Regions from separate parts of the Triticum aestivum genome. Here region 1 is linked to region 2. A link is a contact called in public Hi-C data. All regions are on one chromosome and are shown on one strand. Each heading gives the region's core, a stretch centred on a gene start, on an enhancer-like site or on the middle of the called end of the contact. The rest is flanking DNA. Distances are from core to core; before and after follow the strand shown.

The links. A called contact is a pair of places that touch in the nucleus more often than the background predicts.
Region 1: a contact with region 2 is called in a Hi-C map of leaf, with 6 times the contacts expected there. The contact joins the promoter of LOC123044288 here to the promoter of LOC123044286 in region 2. A contact is called at or near these places in 2 of 5 Hi-C or Micro-C datasets (both in leaf).

What each region holds. Positions count from the first base shown.
Region 1 is chr2B:192,168,137-192,175,136 of IWGSC CS RefSeq v2.1, forward strand. LOC123044288 reads left to right here and starts at 3,319. Exons shown (of 11, transcript XM_044466992.1): 1 at 3,319-3,620; 2 at 3,724-3,821; 3 at 3,979-4,076; 4 at 4,182-4,231; 5 at 4,580-4,675; 6 at 4,864-4,953; 7 at 5,235-5,324; 8 at 5,851-5,946. The coding sequence starts at 3,405. It overlaps LOC123044289 (a long non-coding RNA gene), which reads right to left. Exons shown (of 9, transcript XR_006419913.1): 9 at 6,477-6,741.
Region 2 is chr2B:191,719,036-191,725,509 of IWGSC CS RefSeq v2.1, forward strand. LOC123044286 (histone deacetylase 5) reads right to left here and starts at 3,975. Exons shown (of 13, transcript XM_044466991.1): 1 at 3,642-3,975; 2 at 2,836-3,037; 3 at 2,577-2,723; 4 at 2,147-2,259; 5 at 582-793; 6 at 166-230. The coding sequence starts at 3,811.

The DNA of each region.
Region 1 (7,000 bases), core at 2,069-4,568, 450 kb after region 2:
ATCAAACCGTTATTATCAAAGTAAAGAATTCAAAGGACAACATAAAGTCCAACATGCACATAAGAATGAGATTAAAAGTTGTCAAAAATTTAAAAAACTCTAGGGTGATAGCGTTGGATTACATTCAGCGGCTAAGAATCTGGTAGATGCCTTTACCAAAAGGCTATCACATGTTGTGATAGACAATGCATCGAGAGAGATGGGTATGAGGCCCACATGAGTTGCCATGGTAGTAACCCAACCTATCGGAGATCCCGTGAAGTAGGATCTGAGAAAACAAGACAGTGGTGAACTAAGGAGGATAGTAACTATACTAAGCCACTCCATTGGAGATGCAATACTCTCAAAATCTGTATGGTAGGTTGACTGATGTCTTAATGTGTTTCAAAGATGATACAAGCACGATAGTATCTTACATAGAGATCTTTGAAAGAACACACCTATATGAGCTCGACTGCTGGTCATAGTCTATGAGATTGGGGTGATCTTTAGCAAGCTCATGAATATGCCAGAAGTGTGACTAATATGTTCCACCTGAGGGGTCAGCCTTCAACATCTAGTACTAGTAAGACATGTGGTGAAACTTCTTTACGCCAAACTAACAATTTAAGGCATAGTCCATTGTTCAGTTATGAAGGAGTGTAGCTACTTGCTCTAGGTGGAGTTCAACCTTAACATGTCTCCACTGAAATACTGGTATGTCAAAATAGTGTTTGAAACAAAGGAAAAAAAAATGGGCCCTTGAGATCTGGTAGGGGATTGTTGAAATATTAGGGTAGTCCTAGGGCACATCTAACAATTTCTGAAAATCTCCGATGACCCATGTGGGCTATATGGCACTACGTGTGGTGTGTGAAGTTTAGCCTTATACCGCTAGTTGGAGAGGAGTTAGACCTCCTCATACGGGATTCTCTTCGACATGATATTGAAGCTTGAGAAGAGAAGTGGTTCCGCACGCTCCTCCTATGCCGCCCGCCTCGCCTCGCCTCGTCACGACGCACCGCGGGTTGCGGGAATGTGCCGAGACGAGCCGAGCTCATACCTATGCGCTTATTTTTGTCGGTCAGGAACGAAAAGTCTTTAACAACCAGGCCACGTTCTGAGACGTCGGATCGTAGGTTGTTACCGACTCGGACGTGAGTCCAGCCCACGTCTCTCCACGCGACTGCGCCTATATATGTGAGGTGTCTGCCAACCCTAGCCGTCACACGAGACATATCGCATCTGCCTTCACGGTCGTTGTCGTTCCTTTGTTGGTGATGCCGCCGGTGATCCCATCCCATCCAACGCGTACACCATTGATGGAAGACCAAGCCTCCGAAAACCCGCCTCTTCGGATTCTGTACGGAAAAGGCACGATTAGTTTTTTGGGGAGCGTCCCCTACGCGACTGCTTGCCGCCGTTCGTCCACATCCGCTGCATCCATGGGCGGAGCTACAGGGTGGCCAGGGTGGGCCGCGGCCCACCCTGGGATTTTGGGTTAACCTATATACCTATGGATCTGTTACTGGGCTAGAGAGAGAAAAAAAATAGCCCAATAACCCGAACGCAGCCCAACTGATGCAGCCACAACACACTCCTCGTCCAGATCGAGCCAGCGACTACATCGAGCTAGGAGGATCCCTTTCCCTTTTCCGCCCCCCTGCGAGCTGCTTGCGCGTGCGCGTGCGCCTCTGCCCTGCACGTATGCGGTGCCGCGTCCCTGCCCCTGCCTGCCTGACGCCCCTACTAAGCCGGCCGCGGCCGCCCAGTGCCCCAGTGCCCCTGCCTGTCCTACGGTAGCAACTCAGCTGAGCCCGATTTAAGGTATGAACTGCCCAATTTCCGATTCCTAATTTCTAATTTATGGTTTATTTGTTCTGTGCTATGCTATCCAATAGATAACCGAACACCTGCATAATTTTGCACATCATTTCTCCCCCAAATAGCTTTATTATTAGAAAGTAATTCTTATTGCAGAATTGTTGAAGAAATGAAGAGGACCAGATACATTGTTTTCTTTTTCAAAGAGAAGCTATGAAGAAAGGGAAGAAGAAGGCAGAGGCTATGCCAGATGTGGCCATCGAAATCTTGTTGATCTCTCGGTTGAGCTTCTTCAAACAGGGAGACATATTATTCATAATTGGGTGTACTTGCTGCTAAAGTTGGTACCGATTCTATTGGTGGCCACGACAAATATTGAGAGAGCATTTTTAGCTATGAGTTTAGTAAAGAGCAAGTTGAGAAATGAGATGGGTGATAACCTTTTGAATGATTGCCTAGTCACATACATTGAGAGGGATATTTTCTCCGAGGTAAATGAAGATGATATAATTTATACCTTCATGGCATTGCAAAAGCGTAGCCCAGAAATATAGTCTTTTTGAACTTCTCAAGGTATGTACTATGCTCCATCTAGTATACCATGTAGGCTTCTTTATGCAAAACTTGGACTTAATTGAGAATTACTTAGACTTAGTTGAGAATTTTAGTGTGTTTGTAAGACCATATTAATCTATTTCTATGTGATATTAATAATTAGTTAGAACATTCACATGTCATTTTTTTCGTTTTTTGGGAAGGGCGGACCACCCTGTTCTCAAATGCTAGCTCCGTCACTGGCTGCATCATCTACATTTGCATCGTCTTCATCGTCACCATGTCCGCTGAAGTCGAGCGTGTTGTCGCTGAGAAGCTTGAAACCGAAAAGAAGGCCATTGATGACGCCACCGCTGCTACCGCCACTGCCGCGGCCTCTACTTGGCCGAATGGAGGGCATAATTCGTTTATCCTGCTTTTATTGATTCTGTTTTAGCCATGCTAATGTTATACATAGATATATCTGCTATTAGCGTAGCATGCGCTTTGGTGATTCGATATCAACGTGTTTATTTATGCCAATGTCTATGTTAGTAATTTATTCGTTGATTAATTTATTAATGAAAAAATTGCTACTCAGCACACTCCACATACATGGACGTCGGTCGCGATCGTCGCCGGCCGCCACGTGATGCGTGCATGTTTGTGTGCCACGCAGCGTGGCACTTTCCGCGCCCATACGCTGGACGCGCGTCGTGACGGTGCTACAGGGTTCGTCGGCGGGTCACACCCGTGAAGGACCCAGCTCAGCTCAGCTCAGCTCAGGAATCGATGTGTCGGTACTTGGAGTTTGCCGAGAACGGTTAACGGCCGAAGGCTGATTGCACTGCCGAAGCAAAGCTCGGACGCGATCGCCGGTGGAAGGCCCGTTGCGTGCCACCGTTTCCGTGCAATTTTGCACGCCCACCACGCGTGTCGACGTAGCGGCAGCAGCACAGGCTGCCAGGCGGGGGCCACGAGGTGCCCACCGCCCCCTTGGCGCCCCATAACATCCGCTCAACCCACACACTCCAACGAGCGCGCGGGGCGACCGGCTAACTCCACCAATGCCGCCGCTGCTCACCCTCTCCACCTCGCCGGCGCTGCCGCCCCCGGCGCCACGGAGGGCCCGGTTCAGGGTCGCGGCCTCCGCCGACGTCGGCGCCACCGGCCGAGCCGCCGCCGCCAACGACTTCCCGCCGTTCCTGCCCAGGGCGGTCGAGCGCATCCGCGACGGCGCCGCCCTCCGCCTCACCAAGCGAATCGAGCGCGTGCCCGTCCAGGCGAGATAGCTTCTCCGCAAACTGCCGTAATTTTGCTTTTCTGTTGATAATCTGCCGTAGTAACACCCGTGCTGAATTTTTTCTTAACCGATTCCCACTCCAGACCGGCTTCTCCAAGAGCCCGATACCGAGCAGCTGCGTGAGGCCACTCAAGCAGCAGCAGAGCGCCGATCCGGTCGTGCTGCTCCACGGCTTCGACAGGTTCGTGCAATGCAACACCAAATTTTGGGGCGCTGCCTATCTTACCGTTCGACCTGCAATGTCTAATTCCGGTCTCAATGGGGTGCTGCCACAAGAGTCTTCTTCTACTTTTACCATGCATTTAGCAGGATGGACACTCTAAAAGTGTTAGATGCAGTTCTTGTTTAGAGTGGAGGTATACCTACCCTTTGCTGGAGGATGCTGGGTTGGAGACTTGGGCTGTGGACATTCTTGGATGGGGCTTCTCTAATTTAGGTATGCCCTCACTCTGCTGCATATCGTTGGAATTGGTTCTATAATTGTGCTTGCCACAGTTGCAAGTTGTGACAACTTCTGATATATTGATCGATTGGATCGTAGAAACAAGGCCACCCTGTGATATTGTGTCTAAGCGCGAGCATCTTTATCAGGTATACAAGTTAACTACTACTGCTGGTGTACATGTAGATAATGTCCATGTGATGAGTTCAGTTCCTACTTCCTAGTCTCCAAATGTCCTGTTTAATTCAGAGTGGGTTTGATAAGTAACTGAAGTCTCAGCCTTGCTCAGAGCTGCACAAAAACTAGCTTCTATTCCAAAATAAGGACTGGGTTTCTGGATTATGTATTACTGCGCTTTTTTTAAGCAAGTTTTCAGCTTGCCTTTCCTTGTTTAAATATGCTCAGTCTTTTAAGACCAGTTTTTATGATTTTGTAGTAAAACTGTTTTTATGATTACAGTGGTAATATCCTTACATCTTGATAAACTCTTTGTGTAGTTCTGGAGATCCTACATCAAAAGGCCTATGGTACTAGTTGGGCCTAGCCTGGGTGCTGCTGTTGCCATTGATTTCGCAGTCAACTATCCGGAAGCGGTACCAGCATTTTAAGAAATACTCTGTCCTCTTCATTTCTTACCTAGCAGTCTAGCACGTAGGAGTAGTACCAAAAACTAAAGATATATATTTTTAATGCTGTCACTGATGCGAATTGTATGTACTTTTCTGTAACTGGACAAATCCGCAAGCTTTGTTACAAGAAGCCAACTTCATCTTCATCGCAGGTATCAAAATTAATCTTCATTGGTGCAAGTGTATATGCGGAGGGCACAAAAGATATGACCAGAATGCCTAAATTTGTTCCATATGCTGGGGTGAGTGTTTTACTGAGCTGCATGCTTTGCTTCAACGTAGCTTTATTTCAGTGTCGAATCATTCTGTTTCTGTTGATATCTTTTGCTGTTACTGTTTAGTTTTTGTGTCCTGAACTCCTGATGCCCATGCTTACTGTATGCATATTTATTTTACTTTATGATGATTATGCTTGTCCTAAAGAATGCTCATATTGTATTATTATCTTTTGTTTGTGTCAAACCGATCCAGTGGTATGTTCATATGTTTTGGCTGGAATACAGTGTAATTCTTTGCTCCCCAGGTTTTTGTACTGAAGAGTCTTCCTCTACGACTATTCGCTACACGCTTGGCATTTTATAATATTCCAGATGGATTCTTTGATTGGGTGCAGGTAAGTATCTGTACATTCCTTACTGAACGGAACAACTATCATATTCTGGTTGTTGGTCTATCAGTTAACTCCACTTTATGAGGCGTACTCATACCTTTCTAGTATGCGGTTTTCTCTATCATTCTTCAAGAAACTTTTTTTTCTTGAACACACACGTAAATGCGTGTTGTTGTGTATTAGTAAGCTAAAAGACAAAAAATGCCAAAAAAATGCCCAATGTGCAAGTACTTAACAAGTTAACTGTCATGCTGCATTTGATGTGTCAAAAACATACAAACCTTTTTTTGCTTCATGCTGCAATATTGTAATTGAACTGCAAAAACATCTTATATTTAGTTATAGAGGTAGTGCTTTGCATCCCAATCATATATTTCTTGCCAGTCGAATTCTGCTTAGGTATACCTGATATCCTGTTTTTAACAGTGTGCAGGTATCACCGCGCGCAATTGGAACCATTTAGTTTCCTCTTTACTTTTGGGTTACAAGTCATGTGTTTTTTCTTGTATTAATTTATTATTCATTACAGATTGGCCGTCTACACTGCCTGCTTCCTTGGTGGGAAGATGCTACGGTTAATTTTATGATTACTGGAGGTTATAATGTCATAAACCAAATAAAGCAGGTTCTTTTCTATAAACATCCAAATTATGATTTTATCCTCTGTTCACATATGCTAAATGTTGCTTATTCCTTATCCAATTCCGTTGTCTTCATATCATTCATGGTGCTGTAGGCTCGTAGGACCTATCAGTCAGTAACCTTCTCGTTTTATTTAGATGAAGGAAGAGAACACTCTCCCTGTCTCTGCATCCAAATATGCACACAACAAACTTGTTACAAAATCATTAAAATATGTGTCGGATGACCACTGTTGGAGGCTGTAGCCTTGTTTGCTGCAACAAAACTTCAGTGATGTGAATATTACTGGTCATGCAAGACACCAAATAAATGCTATCGATGCTGATTCAGAGTTTCCCTTTTTCTCATTTTTTTCTGAAACATTCTCTTTTTTCTCAGTATTGTTCCTTTACTATCTGAAGTCTTTTGGTTCTTCTAATATAGATAGTTCAAGTGCTGATAGTGCTTCCTTCAGCACTAGCAGAATCTGTTGCATAAAAAATGGCAATTTTTTGTAAACAACGGGCCCTTCTGTTGATTTACACTAAAGAAACTGCCACGGTATAACTGCCTTACAGAGCTTAACCAAAGCAGAAATAAACACTAACATCTCCTGTTATTACAAAACATAGAGCATCAGCTAAGCTGCAAATGGGTCTCTAGCAAAGCTGTAAAAACATCACTTTCACCCTATGATCCTTCTTGTTGCCGGCGCCCATCAATGCATTCGTGCATATGCCTCCATGATCACCTTGGGCAGTATCACTCCAGCCTAAATGTTTATTCGGTCTTGTTCTTTCTGCAACATCGCCCAGGAGTCAATGTGGCTGCACAAGTTAAAGATGACAGCTAAAGATCATCAGGAAATTTATGTTTGTACATATTATTCGATCTTGTACTCCCTCCGATTCATTACTTGTCTTAGATTTGTCTAGATACGAATGTGACATGTTTTAGTGTTAGATAGATCCGTATTTAGACAAATCTAAGACAAGTAATATGGATATGAGGGAGTATTTTATTATGTTTGTACATATTATACATTAATGAAAATATAC
Region 2 (6,474 bases), core at 2,725-5,224:
TATTCTGGCATATCTAAACTCCAAGGTCAAGCATGATCAATATTTCTTAAGACCAGGAGAGTGCATGGTTCACTGAGTCATGATCAATGTTTTTAAGGCCAGGAGAGTGCATGGTTCAGTGAGTTAAATAAAAGGTCATTTTTATGCAAGCCTGCAAATGCATACCTTTGTTAGTAGCAGTGCATATCCATCTGGAGTGATGCAGCAACCACCAAGAGGATCACCCATTGCTACCAAAAAAAGGGAGAAGATATTCAAAACCAGTGAGTAACAATAACATGCATGATTACTACATGACATACACAGAAGATCCGATTCCATTGCCATGTAATAGCAATACAATACAACGAAGTCCCAGCGATTATCAAAATATCATCAGTGAATATCTCAATGGTTATGCAAGAAAGAAATCAGGTATATGAGATGTACTACTCAAAGCAGGCACTTCTAGCCCACAGAATAAACTACAATGTCAGTATATATCAACAGTCAGGCTTCACAAGTAAGAAATGCCTAGATTTGGTTAGACGTGTTTAACTTTTACGGATAAGATAGTTTCTAAGAATTTTTCAACTGCCTACCTGCGTCAAACCCAGCAGACAGTAATATTATATCAGGATCAAATGCTTCTGCAATAGGAAGCAGTACATGGTCCCATGCAGCAACATAATCTGCATCACTACATTTACCATGCTCCCAGGGCACATTAATGTTGTACCCTTCACCAGCTCCTTCCCCAATGAAACAGTGAGATGCATCCCCTTCACAAGGGTAGAAGCTTCCGTAATCAAATCTACAAAGCAAACATTGGAATAATAGTTTACACACTATTGAAGGATCAACAGAATACCACATGACACAGGCCAGAAAAGTTTGGCTTCTATAATAATGCAATGGAACAGCTGTGTAAGTTTGAGATTTCACAATATCAGAATTGGTTGGATAGTTCTAGGAGAGGCCTTTACCGCACATGGCAAGTTACAATCCGTTGATTCATTGTAAGCTAAGACATGTACAGTTGTAAACTTAAACAATAAGCAGTTAGAAACTGCAGGTTTCTTCAGGCATCTAATATACTTATTGTTAGAAGAAGCTTCAGCGTTGCTGGGAGACTGGACATTCTCACATTTGTCAGAGGAAAAAGATAGATTTCAACATCATGTATTTTGGTTGGTCCAGATTATGATGGTGCAAATTAATCAAATATAATAGAGCAAGAGTTGTATAACAAGTACTACTCGGTTTTCAATCATAAGCACTGAAGTTACATTACAAGCAACTCTTTCTAATATAAACATGAATTGTAGTATATAGCCCTGCAGTTGCATGGGAAACTTAGCTAGCAATAGTAAGTAAATGCAATTAATCAATTACTATCATATATAAGCAGAATCAAGGGTGTGCAGTTGACAATTCAAATGACTGATAAAGTAACCATACAATGTTGATTGGCACACATAATGCAGGTCGATCCAATATTAGTAGTGTCGAGCTAGAAAGTATAAAATGACCATGATGAAACAAAAAAAGGAATAAACCTACAGCATAGAGTTATCAGCTATAGATTCTTCCATTGACAACAGATTAATACTTAATAGGTCCCTTGGCACATTACTCGCAGACTGGGCTCAAGCATTTACATTGTGTTATACAGCCCAACTGAATCAACATGCAATGCATAATGTAGCAATAGATATTGTATAACTTCTTCATATTCTAAAGAGTGTATTGCATGAGATTATCAGGGTGGATTGGTGGTACAAGGAGACTTCATCCCAATCGTTACAGGTACAATATCAAACAGTACTGCAGTCAGATCAGCTCACTCATATGAAAATGGGGTTTGTAATGCCATGTAAGTAAGAAATGGAGTTTCCAGATTTCTATCAACTGCAAGGATGCACTGTCAGAAACATGCTCAGCAAACTACATCCATTCAAAGAGCAGTAAACCTTGAAACTGTAAGCAACAAATCTGTCATGGCTTCACGAATATCATATCGTGAAGGTTATATGGCTAGTCTAAAGTCTAATCTTAGACTTTTCTTTCTCTCTAATGCATATAAATGCAGTGGTTTGGTTTGTGGGAAAAAATGTCTGGAGTCTAAACAAAGCATGCAAAGCAATGCCAAGGTGATGTGTCATACCTGTGCACTGAAAAGAACAATACACGAGAGTCACTATAAAACATCTTCTGTGTGCCATTTCCATGATGAACATCCCAATCGACGATTAATATCTTGTTGATACCTAGGTCAGGCTGTAACAGAACAGAGAAGATCAGAAAATAATCCATCTTCTTAGTAGATCACATCATAACAAATTGTGATGATTGTTCCTACATAGAAACATAGTTTAAAAAGGCGTGCCAAGGCTCTAGGCGATAGCAAAATGCCAAGCGCTGAATATGTGCATAACTGCGCTTAAGCATGCGCTTTGGTCAGAAAAGCACAAGGCGGTGGCAAAACGCACAATCAGCGCCTAGTGCTTTTTTTTACTTCGCGTAGAAAATGATGAACAAAAGTAGCACAAGTTGATCTTAACTAGAAAAATCAAAGGGAAGTTTCAAATATGTACCCTCTCATTTAAGAGATAATTTGCTGCAATAGCCACGTTGTTGAAGAGACAAAATCCCATTGGCTCATTATGTTCAGCATGGTGGCCTGGAGGCCTGACAAGAGCGATAGCAGAACTCAACTCACCTGCCGCAACCTTCTCAGCAACCTACTTGTCAAATGAATTGTTGTGTCAGCACTCAAGATCAATGGAACAAAAACTGTTGTACAAGACTATGGACCGTACATATGTAATGCAGGAAAAGTACACGCTAAATTACCTCGATGACAGAACCAGCTGCAAGGAAAGCAGACTCTGAGGAGCCCTCATTGAAGTAAATGGAATTGAATTTCCTAGCAGTCTTGTTTCGACGGTAATCATACTCCTTCGAGCTGATATCCCTTATCAGTTTTATATGATTTGGGGTATGGACAGAGGCTATATATTTTTCTTTGGCCTCCTTTGCCTTCATGTCCACACACCTGGAAGAAACTTATGTTAAACTACAGCCGCAGAACCTTGCAAAGTCATACAGTTGTTAAGCTAATCAAAGCAATGCAAACAGTGGATAGGACAGACGATATAATGCTAATGTTCAAACTTAACTCTAGTAGCATCCAAGTTACTACTGTACACAAGCAAGGGCTTGACTATCCATTACCCGAAATTGCACAAATACCAGGACTAAATTCCTTTCAGCAGCTACAGTGCATGCATGCTTGAACCCGTTGTATGAAAAATCTCTCTACTCTCCTCCCTTTCTCAGGCCCTTTAACATTTGGGCCACTTCAAATGTTAATCAAAACATAAGCATACAGTTATAATCATGGATACTGATTCATTTATTATTTAGTTTTTCACGAGACCAAAAATACAGTTTCTGGTAGATCGAAATGGGCATGGCCACAGTCGTAAATCGCAACAGGAATACATTAACACAGCGGAAGCGCGCGAGGACCTCCCATCCCGGCGTTTCGACGGAACGGTATTTTTATGCAAAAAAAAAGGGGGGGCACGAACGCCTCCTCGCGGATCCTCACACGAAATTACGGCGTTCTCGCTTACAGAGTCGCGGGTAGCGCGTACCTGGACGCGACGCCCTCGGCGTCGAGCTTGCGCCGGATGGCGCGCAGCCGCTCGGGGTTCTCCGGGTGCTTCTCCCCGTCAGGCGTCGCGTGCGCGCACATCCTATCGTCGTACAGCAGCCCCACCCTGGGCGCTGCGCCCACCGGCGTCGCTGCACCAGCCGCCGCCATCCTGCGCCGGCGATCGCCTAGCGCAGGCGGCGGAGAGACGGGGGGGGGCAAAGGGGCGAGACGGGTCGAAAATTGGGGTGGAGCGGAGATGGGGAAGACGACTGGACTGGACTGGTTGGTTGCCCCTCAGGTTGGTGGAGCCTCTTGTCTTGTGTGCGTGCCTGCGCCTGCGCGTGCTGGCGTTGGGCCCCACCTGGAAGTGGGTGCTCCGGGCTTTCTGAGTTTTGATCTGGGCGAGACTTCGAATTCGCGTAGCGGCAAAAGATTCCGCCGAACTTTTGCCAAAAAAAAAAAATCTACCGCCAGAATTGGCACGTACCGTCCCTCAAATGCCCAAGTACGTTTATATGGGTTGTCACATATCGCTCATACGATACAAATTGTCCGAATTCAACCGTTCGAAACAAAACAAAGTAAATCATAGTTCAACGACAATCCGAACATGCCAAAATGAAATCAATGTTTGAGCGTGATGGATGCCTCAACAACTGGCCGGATCACTCGCCGAGCATCATCCTTGTGTCCTGCTCCGCTTCCATTCGGGCCGCATGCTCCGCTGCCGCCGCAGCCGTCCTCGCTGCCTCGTACTCCCCATGGTCGTTGATCTCCTTATTTTTCTCTACAAGCCACTTCTTTGCATGCATATCCAAGAGGGTTTCGTCCGCCAACATGATCTTCGCATCCTCCACGTCCCGTGCGAGTTGCAACCTTTCCTTCTCAAGCGCAGTCTCTCCAAATGTCTTGCCTTCTCGAGCTCCCATTTGATCGCCGCATCTTACTTCTCCAACTCGATTTTCTCTCTCTCAATTTCCAGCTTCTTCTCCGTCCTCTTTCAGTTTCAATCCATCCTCTTCTTTTGCGCATCCAACGTGAGCTTGTACCTCTCCTCTCCCTCGCCGAAAAATGCTCATCCATGTGGAGGACATTTTTGTAGCCGCGGCATTACGGGAGGCCCTTGCCTTCTCCCACTTGTTTCCCATGACTTGTCGGTTATCCTTTGGCACGGTGGATCTCCCATTCTCGATGACAATATCTTCCTCTTCATCGTCCAAACCAATTGATTGGTGGTAGCTTGAGCCATCATTCCTCTTCTTGTCGGCCTTGAGATCGGCCACAAGTTGTGTCCACTTTGGCATGCCATTCATTATGATCCAACAATGTTTAAAAGTAAATGGCTTCTTCTCCATTTCGTGATACAAAGTGGTCACCACCGCCATCTAGCAAACAACATTATACAAGCACGAGAATGCAAAACAAACAAGCCCACGAAAATGATGACAAGATGAAGTAGCTTACGTGAGTTGCCACTCCCATCCCACTTTGAGGGCGTTTGGTCACTTGTGAGTAGTAGATGACGTACTTGTTACTTCCCCTTGAGTGACCCCCCATTGATGTTGGAGAGATGCCACATTGCAGTTGGTGACGATAGGATGCGGCTCCACATATTTCTTTTGTTCGTGATATTCCTTCCAAATATTCTCCCAATACTTGTTTCCCTTTTGCTCAGTGCCGCATATTGGATCCATTGTTGTGGCCAACCAAGTTTGACCAACAAGATATCCTCATAAGTTGTGAGACCTCTTGCCTTCGTCGTCTTTCCCTTCTACTTCTTATTGCTCGACTTGGGATCGAATGTTGTCCCAACTTCAAATGTAGTGCAAGTTGGATCCCCTAATTCGTACTCCATATAGATCGGACCTTGATTGTCATTGATCATGTTCGACGGGAACACCTCCAAAACGATCATGGTTTGCAAGCAATCATGATGTCCAAAATGAACTAGCGGTCTATGCAAGGCAGTGATCGGATAGGAGCAACAAGAACATACGACTCTTGTTGTGTCATTCCGTCGAACAGGTCGTGGGCAGCCCAGGCGCCACCGGCGCCCATGCTTGTCCATGCCCGAACGAGTTGCGACGAGTGACATACGTCCACCATCAGCATCTGCGTGGGCGGAAAGCTCTCTAGAATGCCCCAACTGTCCGTGGGATCCTCCTCTGTCCCAAAGTGGTCTTACGGCGCAATCCACGTCTACAGACGGATGGATGGGATGCGGAGTTTCGGGCGCAGCAGGGGGGAAGTTGCTCGTCCATGTCTGCTTCCCTCTCTCGCTGCTAGCATCGCCGGATCCTTCGGTCGATGTTCTCCACCTTGCACGACGAAGCCTAGGACGGGACGCTGACGGAGGAGGCGGACGTAGTCTTTGTCGCTACGGTAGCAAACGAGTTGGACGACATCTAGGGCGACGGATCAAGACCGGTGGTGAGGATGGAGAGCAAGGGTGGTGGACGGCGAGGGCTCTAACGCGGGAAAGGTAGGAGGAAGGCGGGAGGAGGAGGAAGGTTTGGTAGATTTGATGCAAATTATGGTGGGGTAGGACTGCTGGTCCGATGTGGCAGACGCGCCCGCGCGCCCCCATATCCGCCCCATATTTGGGCTGGATATGAGATGTGCCGGTCAACCTAGGCATTTGAGTCTCGTTTAAGGAGCCCGTCTGGATCGCATTTTTGTGATCGGTTAGTGACCGGGCCGTTCACCCAGGAGTTTGAGGCGGGTTTGAGGTGCCTCGCTAAGATGCGCCTACATGTACACGGGTCCATTGAAATCGCTTACCTCTATGCTCCCCATCCCCTCGAAGAAAAGAAACCGCGCACACACGCTCA